2 separate regions of the Cricetulus griseus genome follow, and region 2 is linked to region 1. The links are chromatin contacts, called in public Hi-C maps. All regions are on one chromosome and are shown on one strand. Each heading gives the region's core, a stretch centred on a gene start, on an enhancer-like site or on the middle of the called end of the contact. The rest is flanking DNA. Distances are from core to core; before and after follow the strand shown.

Region 1 (7,173 bases), core at 2,499-4,998:
TGACTCTCTAACCTCCACCTCTCAGAAGGGCGAGGATTACATGTGTGCACACCTCACTCAGCTCTGGTTTCCCATTTTATCTCTGTTGGACAGTGCTGGGGTAGAAATCCCTTTCTCTTTAGATTACTGAAATGCACAGTGAACTAACTGTCCACACATCTGACGCACTTCGTCCTGTGTTCCACGTGGAGAAATGCATTTTTTTTTTTTTTGTCTGCTTTGGCAAGAATACCATGGGATTGTGTGACTACCGGGTGAGCAGAATTCCAGCTGCACCCACCTGCTTCTCCACTGACGTCACCGTGTTTGAGTCTCTACTATGATATGAATGTTCTGTCCTTGAAAATGCATATATTAAAGCCTAATTTCCTATGGTGCTGTCAGGAGGGAGCCTTTAGGGGTGATTTGGTCATGAGGGCGCAGCTGTCATGGAGACTGTACCCTTATGAAAGAGGTCCCACAGGGCTGCTGGGCACCTTCCTGTAAGGAAGCAGGAAGGCAGCATCTTTGAACAAAGCAGGTCATCACAAGGCATGGACTCAGCCAGTTCTTTGCCCTTGGACTTCCTGGCACCAGACTACAAGAAAGACATGTCTGCTCATTAGCCAGTGAGTCCAAGGTTATTTTGTTACAGTTGCTCAAACGAACTAAGCCTAACCAAAATGGTACCAGCTAAGCAAACACCACTCTACGGAGGGAATTTTATAGCTGTTCCTTAAGCTTCTTGGAGGCACTAGTATGTTATCTCACGGGATTATAACAAAGCCCTGAAGGTAGATAGTGCAGTTACTCTAATCCCCTTTCCTGATGAGAGTCTGCACACAGTTTTCCATCACAAAGTGATCTTCCCAGGAATAAGGGGCAGTCATTGGCAGAGCCTAAGTATGTGTGAGTCCAGCCTAGGTCTGCAGGCTCATCACAGCAGGGGTTGAGACTGAGCAACTACTCTCCCTTCCCCAGGGTTGCTGTAACAGAGTAGGGTTCAGTGCCCAGCTGAAAACAGTGGAAGTCATTTTCTCACAGTGAGGGGGGCTCTGAGGGGAATTCAATTGTGGGCCAAAACTTTCACCTCTCCTCTCCAGCCACTGTCTACTCCCCGGAGGCACAACCTGCTGCAGCTCTCAGATGATCCTGGCTAAAGACCCTACAGTTGGCCACAATTGCCAAGGTCCTTTTCCAAACAGGGCAGCACTCAAGGTTCTGCATTCAGGACATTAAGCACATCTTTTTTGTGGGGTGCTCCATCCACCCCACTCTCCTGCTCTAAACAATGAGTGGCATCCTCCACTTCAAGGGCTCTGCCTTTTATCCCCAGGAGTAGCTGCTTTTTAAAAGCAGACAAAACGAAAACAAAAATTGCATAGCATGATTAGCCACAACGTGGTGTTGGGTGAGAACCACCTTCAGGTTTATACTTCAGTCCAAAGACACTGAGCTCTTCCCAAACAGAATGGCGTGTGGATGGCCCAGCCAGCCAAATCCAGGCTGCAAACTTTCTGAACTGCTTGACAGCAACTATGTGCTATGGTGAGGGAAAAAAAAAAAAAAGTTTCCTTGTATTACAAAAGAATGTGACAACAAGCTCACTGTAAACACAGGATCAAATCTGCAAGCCATCTAAAGGGAATTTATTCAGCAAATGGCGGGTTTTATTTAAAAGACCTTTAAACACGTGCACAAAGCAGACAAAAGGGCGGTCCCTTCATCAAGCCCTCTAGCTGGCACCACAAGCTAACAGGATGGTGGCATGCCAAGCCACAGATAAGGAGTTTCTTCTGAGGAGGTGGAGCAAGACACCCTCCCAGGCCTCACAACTGTCACCTGATCTGGTGTGCTCCTCTCCTCCTACCCTGCCGGCAGACATGCCTCTGGCCTCGCATGTATCCTGCACCATCATCTCTGCTTGCAACACTCTGACACTCTACAATGACCTTTGCGTCCCAAAGTCCCCTAACAACTCTGGAAGCCCTAGTCTCCTCTCTGACACCTTTGTGATGATGCCCCCCTTCAGTTAGGGGAGATGCCTCCTCCTCTCCCCTTAGACTCCTGTAGACTTCCCCGGGCTGGACCCCCACATTGGTTTGTTTCCAACAAGCAAAGGTGCTCGCCTGCTGGTTTCCCTTCTCTGTGTGGGTGCTGAGGTCAGGGCAGGGGGCCCTGTGGTTAACACTCTGAAGGACTGGGAGGCAAAGCCTGTGTGAAAGCACACTCACTTTTTGCTGTTTGAGTCAAAGGAAAACAATAAGGGGTGGGGCAGAAGTTCTGTTTTCTGGAGACGGGGAACAACTGTAAGGCAGGAGAGACTTTTCAGGCTGACTGAAATTTCAGTCATAAATGACTTGCTTCACACAAAGAGAAGCCAGGAGAAGGGTGTGGTGGTGGTGCATGCCTTTGATCCCAGCACTCTGGAGGTAGAGGCAGATGGGGCTCTGTGAGTTCAAGGCCAGCCTGGTTTGTATAGTTAGTTCCAGGGCAGCCGGGCTCCATGGCGAGATGTGTCTCAAAAAGGGTCATGAGCTTTCAATGGCCACCTTTAGAATACTCTCAGACTAGATAGAAGACCTCCCCTCTCCCTCCCCACAGGCCTTATGCTCACCTCATCATCTATTCAGAGGCCTTGTCTCCAGAGAGTTCCATGCCAGAGTACTGGGTGTTAGGACCTCAACGGCTGGATCTCCAAGAAATACAATTTAGCTAATCTGCCTCTTTCTGAAAACCAGGCTAATTCCTAAAATTTTTTAAAAAGACAATATGAACTTAAAAAAAAACAAAACAAAAAAAAAAAAAAAAACTAGTTCCCTGGTGTTCGAGTGTGCACACGTGTCTGCCTGTGTGTGCAGGCACACGAGTATGTGAGTGTGGCCTTGTGGACGTGTGTGTGTGTGTGTGTGTGTGTGTGTGTGGAGGCCAGAAGCCCCACACTTCAACCCAGAACTTGCACAATTCAGCTGGCTAGGCAGGTGGTTCTTCATCTCCCCGTCCCCGCGTCTAGGAGAATGGGTAGGCAGCTATGCCCGCAGGGTATTCCTCTGGGTGCTGGGGATCTGAACTCTGGTCCTCTTGTGAGGCGATTTGCTCTGTAAACCGTGGCTCAGCCTCCAGAATAATCTTTTAACAACTAGAAAGTGAGTATGCAGACATGAGGTCTACCAAGCTGGCCTGACTCTGGTCATGCAAATATGAGGCTGCAGCATTCCTGCCTGCCTGTAAACTGTTTCAGCCACTCAGAAACAAACAAACAAAAGGGAGTCAGGACAGCTCAAGTGCCAAGTGCCCCGTGTTCCAATACAGCATTTCCCTGAGCCCCGAATGCCACACTGCTATCTTACATCACTTTTAATGGGATGACGTTCTCAAAAGTAACGAATGGATTTTAGAAAAAAATGATTATTTTGCTGTTGCTTTCTTTATTAAGAGAATTCCCTAGGTAGCTCAGACTGTCCTCAACCAGGGGCCTGCCGCCTTGGTCTCTCAAACATTAGAACTGTGGGAGTGCGACACCCTGCCCAGCCCAATGTTCTCCAATAAAGGTAGTCGCTATCGTGTATCACAACAGAAAGGGCTCTTCAGGGCCTGCTGGGAGAACGTTGTTTCACAGGGGCCGACAGAACCACTGAGCTGAGCCTGTCCCCATTGGCCTAACCTTTGAAACCCGAAACTGGTTTCTCATTCACGTTCTTATTCCAGAGCCTAGGCATCCTCAGTTAGTCATAGCCACATCCTGAATCAGCAGGCAGAAACACTGCCCCCATTAGAAGCAGTGGCTTTTCCCGGGACACGCTTTCTCAGCCAATCATCACACACTCTTCTCGGACCTATCTGTAAATGACCACGGCACGGCAGCAAGGATTTATTCTCAGGTTGCAAGTGTACTTGAGTGACTAAGCAAGTCCGCAAACCCACAATGCAAACATAGCAAGGAGGAACTTCTACCCTGCCACAGCCACCATTCATCAGTGTCTCGGGGTGGAATGAATGAATGAAACAATGACCAAGCAAGAGCACCTCATTACTTCCAAGAATCTCATTCGCTGCATCTCTGCTGAGGCACATTCGGTGACGGTGGTCCACCAAGCACAAAGCCAACTTCACCGGGAACGGAGATGTTAGCACAAAAGCCTTTTAAGCCTACAGGAACCTGATCTGCAAATTTCCACTTGACTACCCAGCCAAACACACATAGAGAGGTATTTTCTAAGCCAGATCTTTACCAAACACATATGAAAAACATTGGCAGGGCAAGTGCCATGACGTTCTGTTAGGAACCCTAGGAACTCGAGGCCCATCACCAGACCACCCAGTCATGAGTCGGCATGAAAAGCCGTCCTATGCCTAAGAGTCACAACATCTGTCTGGGATACCGCAGAAGGGCCAGAATTGTTGACACAGGATGTGAGCTTTCTCATTGCGTTTTTGGAAAGACGGGGCTGTACTCTGTGACTCTTCGTGTAACACACAGCCGTGCCAGCACCATTTGTGGTTTCTAACCTCCCGCTCCCAACAGAGCTGAACCTCTGCAGATTGCTCCTGCTGTGGTCTGCTGCTGCTGTCAAATGCCCCACCCTGCGCTATAAAGAGATACATGCTGTCCTTTGACCGTGAGTGAGCCAAACTCTCCTGGTGACCAGGAGCTGTAATGAGTGGACTACAAGAACCTGAGCTGTGCACACTGCTGCTGCCAGGCTCAACAGCAGCAGCGAGACCTAGGAGAATTAAGCTCACCTCTGTGTGTCAAGAGAGATCTAAACAGACTCACGGCACTTCTTCGGCCTACCTCAAAGTTTCCTTCTGTCACCCATCCAACTCTGAAACTCTAGTTCAGTCGACTCCTATGCATAAAATTCTAAGTGTGAAGACCGGATGCTTGGGGTCACCCACCATTCCTGTATCCCGAATTCCTCCTCTGGGAAACGTAAACAGAAACAACTACACAACATTTGAAATTTTTATCTTTATTTTATGGGTATGAGTGTATGCCTGCATGTATATCTGTGCCTCACATATATGCCTGCTGCCCACTGAGGCCAGAAGAAGGCACTGGGTCCCTTGGAACTGGAGTTACAAATGGCTTCGAGCCAACAAGTTGGTGCTGGTAACCAAACCTGGCTTCTTAGGAAGAGCAGTCAGTGCTATTAAGCACTGAGCCATCTGTCCAGGTCTCATGGGACTGTTTTTAAGGATTAAGTGTCATAGGCGAAAACTGACTAACAGACTTGTCGGTCAATGTCAGCAGTTACTAAAATCAGTATAAAAAATAATCTGTATTTATTTAACAAAGACATGCCAGTCTGTTGCTTTTGAAAGTAGCCTTGATAAAAGGCCACACCTTAAAAGTAGCTCTTGCCAAGTCAATGACATTTCTACATTCTCAGAACAAATTTCTGGGTGTTCCTTCTCAAAATACACATTTCACTGTTCTCTGTGGTCCTGAGTGGGTATGTGGATTTGTGTGCTTTATACTGTAGTCTGCAATTCTTAGTGACAGCTGTATTCAACTGGTGAGTGTTTTCAAGTTAATGTTTTGAGGATAAGGAAGAACTTGGCAAATGCCACTCAGCTGAGCTGAGGTAATGAGCAACTGACAACGTCAGTACCTAATGTGTTAAGTGGTTCCCAGGTATTTTTTCCATCCTAAATGAGCACTGTGCATGCCAGTTTCCAACATGGTAACTGTCAAGTGACAGGTGCACAGCTGTCAAAATGAGGCCTTCAGATGGCCAAACGGGCAATTACATGATGGCATCCTGCTCAGACATTACTATTATCGTGACAGTGTGGCTGAAGATCATTTTCATGTGGAGGCTTTTTTTTCTTTTTTTTTAGAAAAACTCTTGTCAATTCAGTGGAAGACCCAGCAGGTCGCCAGGTGGTGGCAGGCCTGTCTTAAGGATCTTTCTGTGTGAACATAGTAAGAATGCAGAGGTGAGCATACTGTCCGGGGTCAGAAACAGCTGAAGTGAGGCTGTTCTGGAGCAGCTCATGCCTCCCCCGTCACCCATTTCAGAAAATGGGAGGGCAAATGCCAGGGTGTAACAATTTCTTTTCATGAGAATTTACAGACCACCCTCGACATCCATCGGATGACTCACCCTTCACACACACACACACACACACACACACACACACACACACACACACACACACACACACACACACTGTGTACTGAGTTAAACATACCTTTGCTAACACTGCTTCTGCCAAATCATTCATAAACAATACTGAAGCACTTAAACAGACAGGACTCTGGCCTAGTCAAGAGCAATACAAAAAAAAAATTAAAAAAAAGAAAGCACCCCAGCAGCCGTTGCTGCCTTTGAGACAAAGCCTCTTCCCTGGCACAACACTCAGGATTGGAGCCAGGCAGCTACTTTATCAGCCCTTTGACATCAGGGGAGGACTGTGTGCGTCAGCAGGCCAGGAGGGACCCTGCTGATGGCAATGGACCACGTGCTCCTAATCTTCTAATCTTATCGGCTGATGATGTCTGGCCCTTCAACAATTGCTGCGCTAGAGCCCTGGGGGAAGGAAGGTGTGTGCGTGCAAGGACTCAAGCCAAAGCTATTCACTGGAGCAGCTCAGTAAGTCTAAATCTGACTGAGTATTTCATTAATTGTGGTGCAAGTCCCTACCCTCAACCTGGATGCCAGTCTTAAGAGGGCTTTTGCCTGAGAAGTGACCTGGCTACTTTTGACAACCACTTCTTCATCAGGGCCTGTGTTAATTCCATTTAAGTAAAAGTGAAAAAAAAACAAAACAAAACAAAAAAAAACTACATCATCAGGAAACTACATGTAGCTTACGTTAGCTTCACTTGAAAAGGCTCTTCTGGGGTGAAAACAGGATTCAGATTGCTTTTTGAAAACCTGCGGGTGTCCACACCTCTAAATTCAGGGGAAGGGGAAGGGGCGGGTCACATTGGGTCCCACAGCCAACATCACCCAAAATAGCAATGAGGAAGTCTAAGAAACGGTTTCTGAAAGGGGTCTAAATAAATAAATAATGAATAAATAAATAGTAAATAAACATTTTTAAATCCCCTTGTTTTACAAATGACTTTTAATCAATCTTATTTGGGGAGGGGAAAGCAGGGCTAAACAAGTCGTCCTTCCCCCAATACCTACACCACCACCCCTCCTTTTCTTCACTTTTTATTTTACGTAAAGTTCTCCTCCA
Region 2 (7,173 bases), core at 2,655-5,154, 75 kb after region 1:
GCAATGCCTCCAGCCATGCCACCATGCAGCCACAATACTGATTAGGTAGCACAGGCAACCTGTATTTGTTTCAGCAAGCTGACTGCGATTCCTCTTGGCCTGTCAGTGTGACACCACCACACCACACACCCATGCAAAACGAACTGTAAGGACCCTTTGGGACAACTGTTATCTCACCATGGACAAGATTTTCCTACTCAACCAGCAGCTTTTCCAGCAGTAAAAGGAGAAGCAGAGGTCAAGAAGTCAGCAGAGGACAGGAAATGATGTGAAATCAGGAATGGCCTGATTCAGACAGAGCAATAGCATCAGACAGGAAGACCACTTGGAGCACTGAGCATCCACAATGAGCCAAACTCCTGCTTGGGAGGCTGCTTGTCACCCTGGCCTATTAGCCCAGGACAGGTCTGTGGCTTCCAGATGCTTGAATGAGAGGGACTGACACATGGTGTTGGGTTCAGACAAGTGTCTACTTAGTGCACGATCAGATGAACCAAAATGAAGAACAAAACAGACAGGAACAGAACTGGGCTATTGTACCTTCCACAGGGGGTTTGCTTTCAGACAAGAGAATTGCAATGTGTACTTGTCCAAGTAGCAGCTGGGCTCAGCAGCCCGTACATGACAGTTTGTTTGGCTGACAAAGAGATCAAAGTGAAAGAAAAAACGGATACAAACTCCACAGGGACACATCTGAATACCTTTGTGTATTTTCACATTCTCAGAGAACACACAAGCTCTTTCCAAAAAGCCCTTTTTTCCCCCCAGAAAACTGCCAAGTTTCAGATACTTCAGCAACTAAGACCCAGGTGGCCTGTTCTTTGGCCACAGACAGAAACAGGAGCCCTAAAAGTGTGTGGTGCAGGGGACAGAAGGGCAGAGAGCAGCTTTCCCTTGAACATCAACCTCCTCTTCTACTTTTGAGTCAGGCTATTTACAAATACCCTAGCAGTATCCCATACAAAGCCACAGGCAGGAGCCTCATGCTTCTATGAACACCCAGCCTGTTCTTGGGGACAAGAGTGAGTGAGCAAAGTGCCATACCAGGGTTGGCTATCCTGGTTGGAACCATGTACAGAGTAGATCCCTGGAAAAACAACCCCCCACACCAAGATAGGGTACCCTATAATACTCAAGATAATTCAGATCTCTCTGGAGCAGCTCATCTTAATTCAGAACCATAATTTCTATGGCAATGCCAGCCCTACCCCCAGACAAAGACAGCATCTTCAGATACACACAAAGGCAAACGCTAACCTCAAAAAAAAAAAAAAAAAAAAGTGTTCTAGCCAAAATCCCCCTCACACACCACTTGGCACTGTCAAGTACAGTGGCCTACTTGAACATGCCTAAACACACACATGTGCACTCCAGTTGCCAAAAGAGAAAAGATATTTATTTTGTAAAGTAAAAAAAAAAATTGAAATGTACATCAGGAAGAAGACCCAGGGCAAGACCTTAGGTTTATTCCAAAAACCTAAGGGAGTCTATGGGTCCCACCTTCTCCCACCCCTCCAATCCAGGGCCAATCCATAGGGCCATCCCTTTTGGGAAGTGTAGTTAGTCTCTCCTGACCACAATCCAATGGGGAGAGTACAAGCTTATACATAAATGCTCAAAGCACAGTGCCCTAGAAATCACAAAAACACAGGATGGGGCTGCGGAGGCAGACACCCTAGAGAAGCCTCAGAACTACAGGTCAGCTGGGAGCAGAGTCCACACCCTTTAAGGCAATCCAGTTAACTAGCAAGTCTAAGCAGCAATTTGCTGAACACTGCCTGCAGATGTATGAGTGGTCATTGGGCCATGTGGCCACCATGAACTGGCCCAGGGCCGGGAAGCAGGATTGCAGGCGTCAACCCAGTCCTGGAGGGAACATAATCAGCCTCCTGGTGGCTGTATCCTAAGAGCTCCTGGGCGTGCACCTAGACCAGCTCTGGTGCTGAGAAGGGTCTCAACCCAGGCATCATCCCATGTCCCAGAGCCGAGTTCCTCCCTGGTCAAGGATTGAGTGATACTTGGAAGCAGTAGCAAGAAAGCTAATTTGCAACCTGGCGGAGAGTCTGCCTGAAAAAAAGCAAGGCAAAAGCGTGGCTTTCCAGCGAGATGCAGACAAAGGCTCGGGTGCGCACGCGGTGGACTGTGGCACCAAATCTACACTCAGGGCCCAGTGGATGCCAGAGTCTTCCAATTTCCCATGGATGTGCCCTCTCAGAGCACAGACTCTCCCACCCGGTCCCATCTGGTCCCCCTCCCGAGCCAGTATTCTGGTCCTCACCCTGCTCACCCTCCATCCACAACAGCAGCGACTCCTTCCTCTGCGCATCTGGAGCAGCTTCTTCCCTCAACATCTCCTGCCTGCCTTCTTCCTTCCAGGGAAGCAGTGCCTTGACTTCTCTGATCAATCTTGTTGTGCCCCCCCTCCCCACCTCCCCATGACACGCCTTCTGCTGCTCCTTCCCCAGCAGGTTTTCAACCCCGCGCCCAGGAGTGGAGAGACAGAATGGTCATGCTAACCCGTGGGTCCCAGCGAACCAGAGGTGTCTCTCACATACTAATGCCCCATTGTTCCTCTGCTTTCTTTACCCACCCAAACATCACCAGCTACCAAGAATCTGCATGAGGTGGGCTGGGGGGGTCTGCCTCCTCTTCACGAGGGTGGGTGAATCCAGTTCTATACCACCCGTCCATGCGCCAGAACACGGCCACTGCAGACGCGGGCACAGTCTTCCCTTACATTTGGAAGCCTCAGGTTCCCGAGCCTGCCCCCACAGCAGCCTCAGGAATCCAATGGTTTAGATCCCCGGGACCCTCAGTGGAAGTACTCCAGTCTAGTGGTCACAGGCTGGAGAGAATCATGGGATAATCGGTGACAAACTTAATGGTATAAATAATGGACCAGGTCAGTATGGCCAGGGACAGATCTAGGGAAACAGGTTAGTTTCTAAATGTCTGGTTCCCAACACCCTCCGGGTCACCCTTCCTCTGCGCTCACGCGGGGCTTGGGAAAGCCCGGTGTCCCTACGCTGACGGGCGGTCCCGAACGTCCCGGAGGTGCCACCAGCTTTCTGGGGCCCACTGGCCGGTCTCTGCTGGGTGCACACGCACCTTGCCGGCCACCCACCACAACAACAGTTGCTTCCCCACACCACGATCCAAGGCCCTAATTCGATCCCACCAAGCGAGAAACCGCCCGGGCCGCTGGGAACGTGGGGCCGGACCACTTACTGGGGCTGAGGAAACACTCGGTCAGCCTTCGGAAGCAACTCGCATTGTTAGAAGGTCCATCTTCCATGTCGGAGCCGAAGAGCAGCGGCCAAGCGGTGGCGAGGGGGAAGGCGGCGCCTCGGGGCCGCCACGGAGTTCGGCCACCGGCGGCAGAGCCGGGGCCGAGGCCAGGGCAGCCCCCGCCGGCGCCCGGAAAGCCCGGGGAGTCTGTGCGGCGCGCGCCCGGGTGGAGGGAGAGCCGCGGCGGCGGCGGTGGCCGGGGCCCGGCACGGGCTGGGAGCAGCAAGCCTAGGATCGCAGGCGAGAGGAAGAGCCGCCGCCGCCCGCCGCTGCCACCGCCGCTGCGGTGACTACTGCCGGGGGGGACGCTCAAGGGAGCTGCCTCTTGTCCTCCTCCTCCTCCTCCGCCAGCATCGCCGCCGCCTCCTCCTCCAGCCGCCGCTGCGCCCTCCCTTCTCGGGAGACGCACGGGGAGGTGGAAGGCAGATGAGGAGGGGACAAGAGGGGGAGGGGGCAGGGGGGGCGGCGGCCAGAAGTACCAGGAAGATGAAAAGGAGGAGGAGGAGGGGATAGGGGAGGAGAAGGCGAGCGCAGAGGGAGCGCGGGCCGCCACCCAGCCGCAGCCTCGGGCGCTGAGCACGGAGAGGGCGCTGGGGCCCCCAGCGGGGCTGGCGTGGCCTGCGGGAGACAGGGACCGGGACAGGGGCGGGGGCGCCGCAAGCTCCTCCCGGCCGCAGCCAGGCGGCTCCCGGGTCAGGCTCAGGCCCACTGCACTCCGCCCGCTGGCCTCGCCGCGCCGGAGTTCCTGATGGACTTGGCCGCTGCTGGGCTCATCCCCAGCCGCTGGCAGCAGAGCCTGGGGGCGGGGAGCGAGCCGCTCCCCCGGGCTGGCCATGGCCCTCCTCCCCAGCCTCCAAGGGGGCAGGCGAGAGGGCGCGGCGGCCCGGACTCAGCGGGCTCCGCCCCCGCAGCACCAGCCCTCCCAGGCGCTCAGGCTCCGGTCCGGTCCGCCTCTCGCGTCTTGGGTGCCTCTCCGGCTGGGGGTTCACATCGTGTTTCCTTTGGGATTCAAGAGAACCCCGGGCTGGGGACGAGTCCGGAGTTGCAGCGCCTCAGTGCGGGCTGGTGCGCACAATCCTCGTCCTTCCCTGCCGGGCTAGGGGCTGCGGAGACGCTGCCCGCGGGCGTGGTGTGGTGTGTGCACGCTCCGAAGCCTAAGCCGCGGCGACTGCTCCAAAGCAGTGGAGAAAAGCGCCGCAGTGCCACTGCCCGTGGAGGCGGCGGCGGTGGCGGTGGCAGAAGACGCCCACTGGCGGAGCAGGCGCTCCCCGCGCCACCACCGCCCGCGCCCACGTTGCGCGTCCGCTAGGACACGGCCCCGCCGCGTCAGGCCCCAGCACCCGGGCACTGTGCGCATGGTGTATGCCCCTGGCCGGCCAGTCTGCCTGGCAGTGGCACATCTGGGTCTGGTGTTCCAGAATCTAACCCCACAGCCTGGCAGCTGTTCCAGCAGTGTGCGAGCCACATCCGCCTGCGGGTAACCTGACTAGCACAATCTACCGAGCAGGGTTCAGCCAGAGCTCCTGCAGGGAAATTCAAATTCGGACACTTAGCAGGAGTTTAAAATCACGGCAGAGTTCCCATTTGGGTCTTAAAAGGGGGTTCGTCCTGGGACTACCTTTCTCATACCCGCCTTTAAACGAACTTTGTGTTCGTCAGCCCACTTTGTCCCAGGGGGGCTAAAAGACAGAAAGAGCAATCCAGGGCTCAAACACGAAACTTTTAAGAGTTCATAGCTCTAAAATCTGTCATCTGTCGCCAGCAGCTTACTTACACCCCCCCCCCACACACACACACACACTCCAGCAGACTGCAGTTCAGCCGCTTCTGCAGAAGAAAAGTGGCCCATTTAGGATCTCTGAACAAGGAACTTCGGAAGTGGGGCGCGGTTAACTAGCCAGAAAGCACAAATGAGGGTGTTGGTGTTTGGCGCTCGCCTGCAGAGACCATCTCTGCACACCCGGTTTGAGTGTGCAGCAGTGTTCTCTATGCATCTTGGTAGAATACTCAGGGTCATCTTCCCCGGAGAGAGCAGGCGAGCGCCACAGCCCAGCACAGAAGCATGAGCTGCAGCTAGCTGACCCAGGGCTGGGACTCGTGGCTCGCAACCTGCCAGGGGACCTCTCCTCATCAGAATTTTCTTTCGTTCTTTCTCTTTCTTTCTTTCTTTCTTTCTTTCTTTCTTTCTTTCTTTCTTTCTTCCTTCCTTCCTTCCTTCCTTCCTTCCTTCCTTTCTTTCTTTCTCTCTTTCTTTTCAGACTCTTTAATGATTTTGGTCTGCAGTCAGTTCCATATTCTTCTGCAGTGAAATATCTTCCTGACTCCAAACCCCTAAGAGTGGAAAACAAACAGTCACAGTTGCACCAAATTGCCCAGGTGGCATTCCGGGGACCGGGTGCTTCGGAAGTACTCTTCCACATAAAGTTCTCGGGAGTTTTGGCAATTCTGGGACAGACCGACTCAGCCTGTCATTGGAGCCAGTTCACCTTAGCGAGGGATCCCTGAGTTTGGGAAACAAGAAAATGGTACTATGACTTTTACCTTGGAGGCTAAGAGTGTAGAGACTTTGTTTTCTCATCCCCCAAGCCCTGACCCCAGAGAAGAAGAAGAAGAAAAAAATAGAAAACGAGTGGAGCTAACGGGTCTCTATTTGCACCCTCAGGCTTTTGTCTTCTGAACTGCACAGACGACCCTTGCTTGCTTGGCTGACAGCCCTGTTAGTGCCGGCTTCCCGGGACTGGATTCTCCTGCGAAAGCGATTAGGCAAAGAGGGTTTCTCCTTGAAGAGTTAATCATTCTTTTTTACAGGGCGCGCCTTTTCTCCATGCCACATTAGGCTTATCAGTTGTTGGTTTTTGAGTTATTAAAACGGTTTTCCAGGTGAAGAAAAATTTAATTCTAGGTGGACATAAGCTACCTTGAAGGCGCAGAAGGCGGGTGTAAAGCATCAAATATTTGTTCTATTAGTCTTTGTTAGATTCAAAGTCTCGTTAACGCTTTTCCAGAGTTAGCCTTCTTCCTATTTTCCATCCGGTTCCCCGCATTACTTGCCGGAAGGGACCCCTATACTGAACAAATTAAAAAGTCACAACGTGTAACGATGGAGAGCTCAGAGGAGGTGTAAATAAGTAATTACACTTTGATCAGTCCCCTCCTCCCTGGCATCCACGGTTATTCATTTAAGTCTTCGAGGCACCTGGCCACTTTGAATTCTGAACACAGATCTGAAGGCTTGCGGGTCTCAAATGTGGCTTTTCCCTTCCCTTTGGTGTTTCTCTGCGGATATATCCCTGTCGCAGGACCTTGTCGCAGCAAACCCCTTGTGAACAAACACGTCACTGAGCTTCCAGGAATGCTGTGGTGGTATTCCGAAACTTGGCCGCGTCGTTAGTGTTGGAGTGTAGCTCACTGGACCGAAGCTGTGGATGTTAGGGTTATTGGCAAAGGGAATCAGGTGCCCGAGCTGTCGCAACGCTCTTGGTAAAAAAAATGATTCCCCTCACCTCAGGTGGAGCTTCAGCCCAACTTGCAGGGACAGAAAACTAAAAGAACAGTAAGACAGCAGTTAGCAGTTAGCACCAGCAGACACCAGATTTACCCAATTTATATTATGTGCTCTTAAAAGTACATCGTTCAAGGGAGCACCCAAGAAACGTGGAAATAATGGCTTTCCTTCGAAAATGTAAATTTTTAACTATCTAAAGCTAATAGTCAGCATGGTTAATATTTGATTACATTTTCTGGTAGACCTACAAATCGGTGTTTTTCAATAAATTTCTGGAACTTTTGTATCATTTTCTGGGGAGGGGAACTGGTTCTCTCTCTTTTAAAATGCTAACAACCTTAGTTTATTCACATATGAAAACCAAGGTTAATTTAATGTTA

What was found. Hi-C and Micro-C count contacts between places; a contact is called where the count stands out from the background.
Region 2: a Hi-C map of the CHO-K1 cell line shows a contact between it and region 1, with 6 times the contacts expected there. The contact joins the promoter of Pde10a here to the enhancer-like site in region 1. A contact is called at or near these places in 3 of 8 Hi-C or Micro-C datasets (the CHL-YN cell line, the CHO-K1 cell line and fibroblasts).

Annotation. Positions count from the first base shown.
Region 1 is chr2:291,796,758-291,803,930 of CriGri-PICRH-1.0, forward strand. The region is part of intron 1 of Pde10a (cAMP and cAMP-inhibited cGMP 3',5'-cyclic phosphodiesterase 10A); the gene reads right to left. Among named protein-coding and RNA genes, the nearest start is that of Pde10a, 75 kb to the right of the region's middle. Within about 2 kb of position 3,749, at least 2 of the 6 cell types and tissues checked have open chromatin away from gene starts, as enhancers often do. A contact at or near this core is called in the CHO-K1 cell line and fibroblasts, where this site is marked.
Region 2 is chr2:291,871,389-291,878,561 of CriGri-PICRH-1.0, forward strand. Pde10a (cAMP and cAMP-inhibited cGMP 3',5'-cyclic phosphodiesterase 10A) reads right to left here and starts at 3,905. Exons shown (of 22, transcript XM_027401113.2): 1 at 3,229-3,905. The coding sequence starts at 3,295.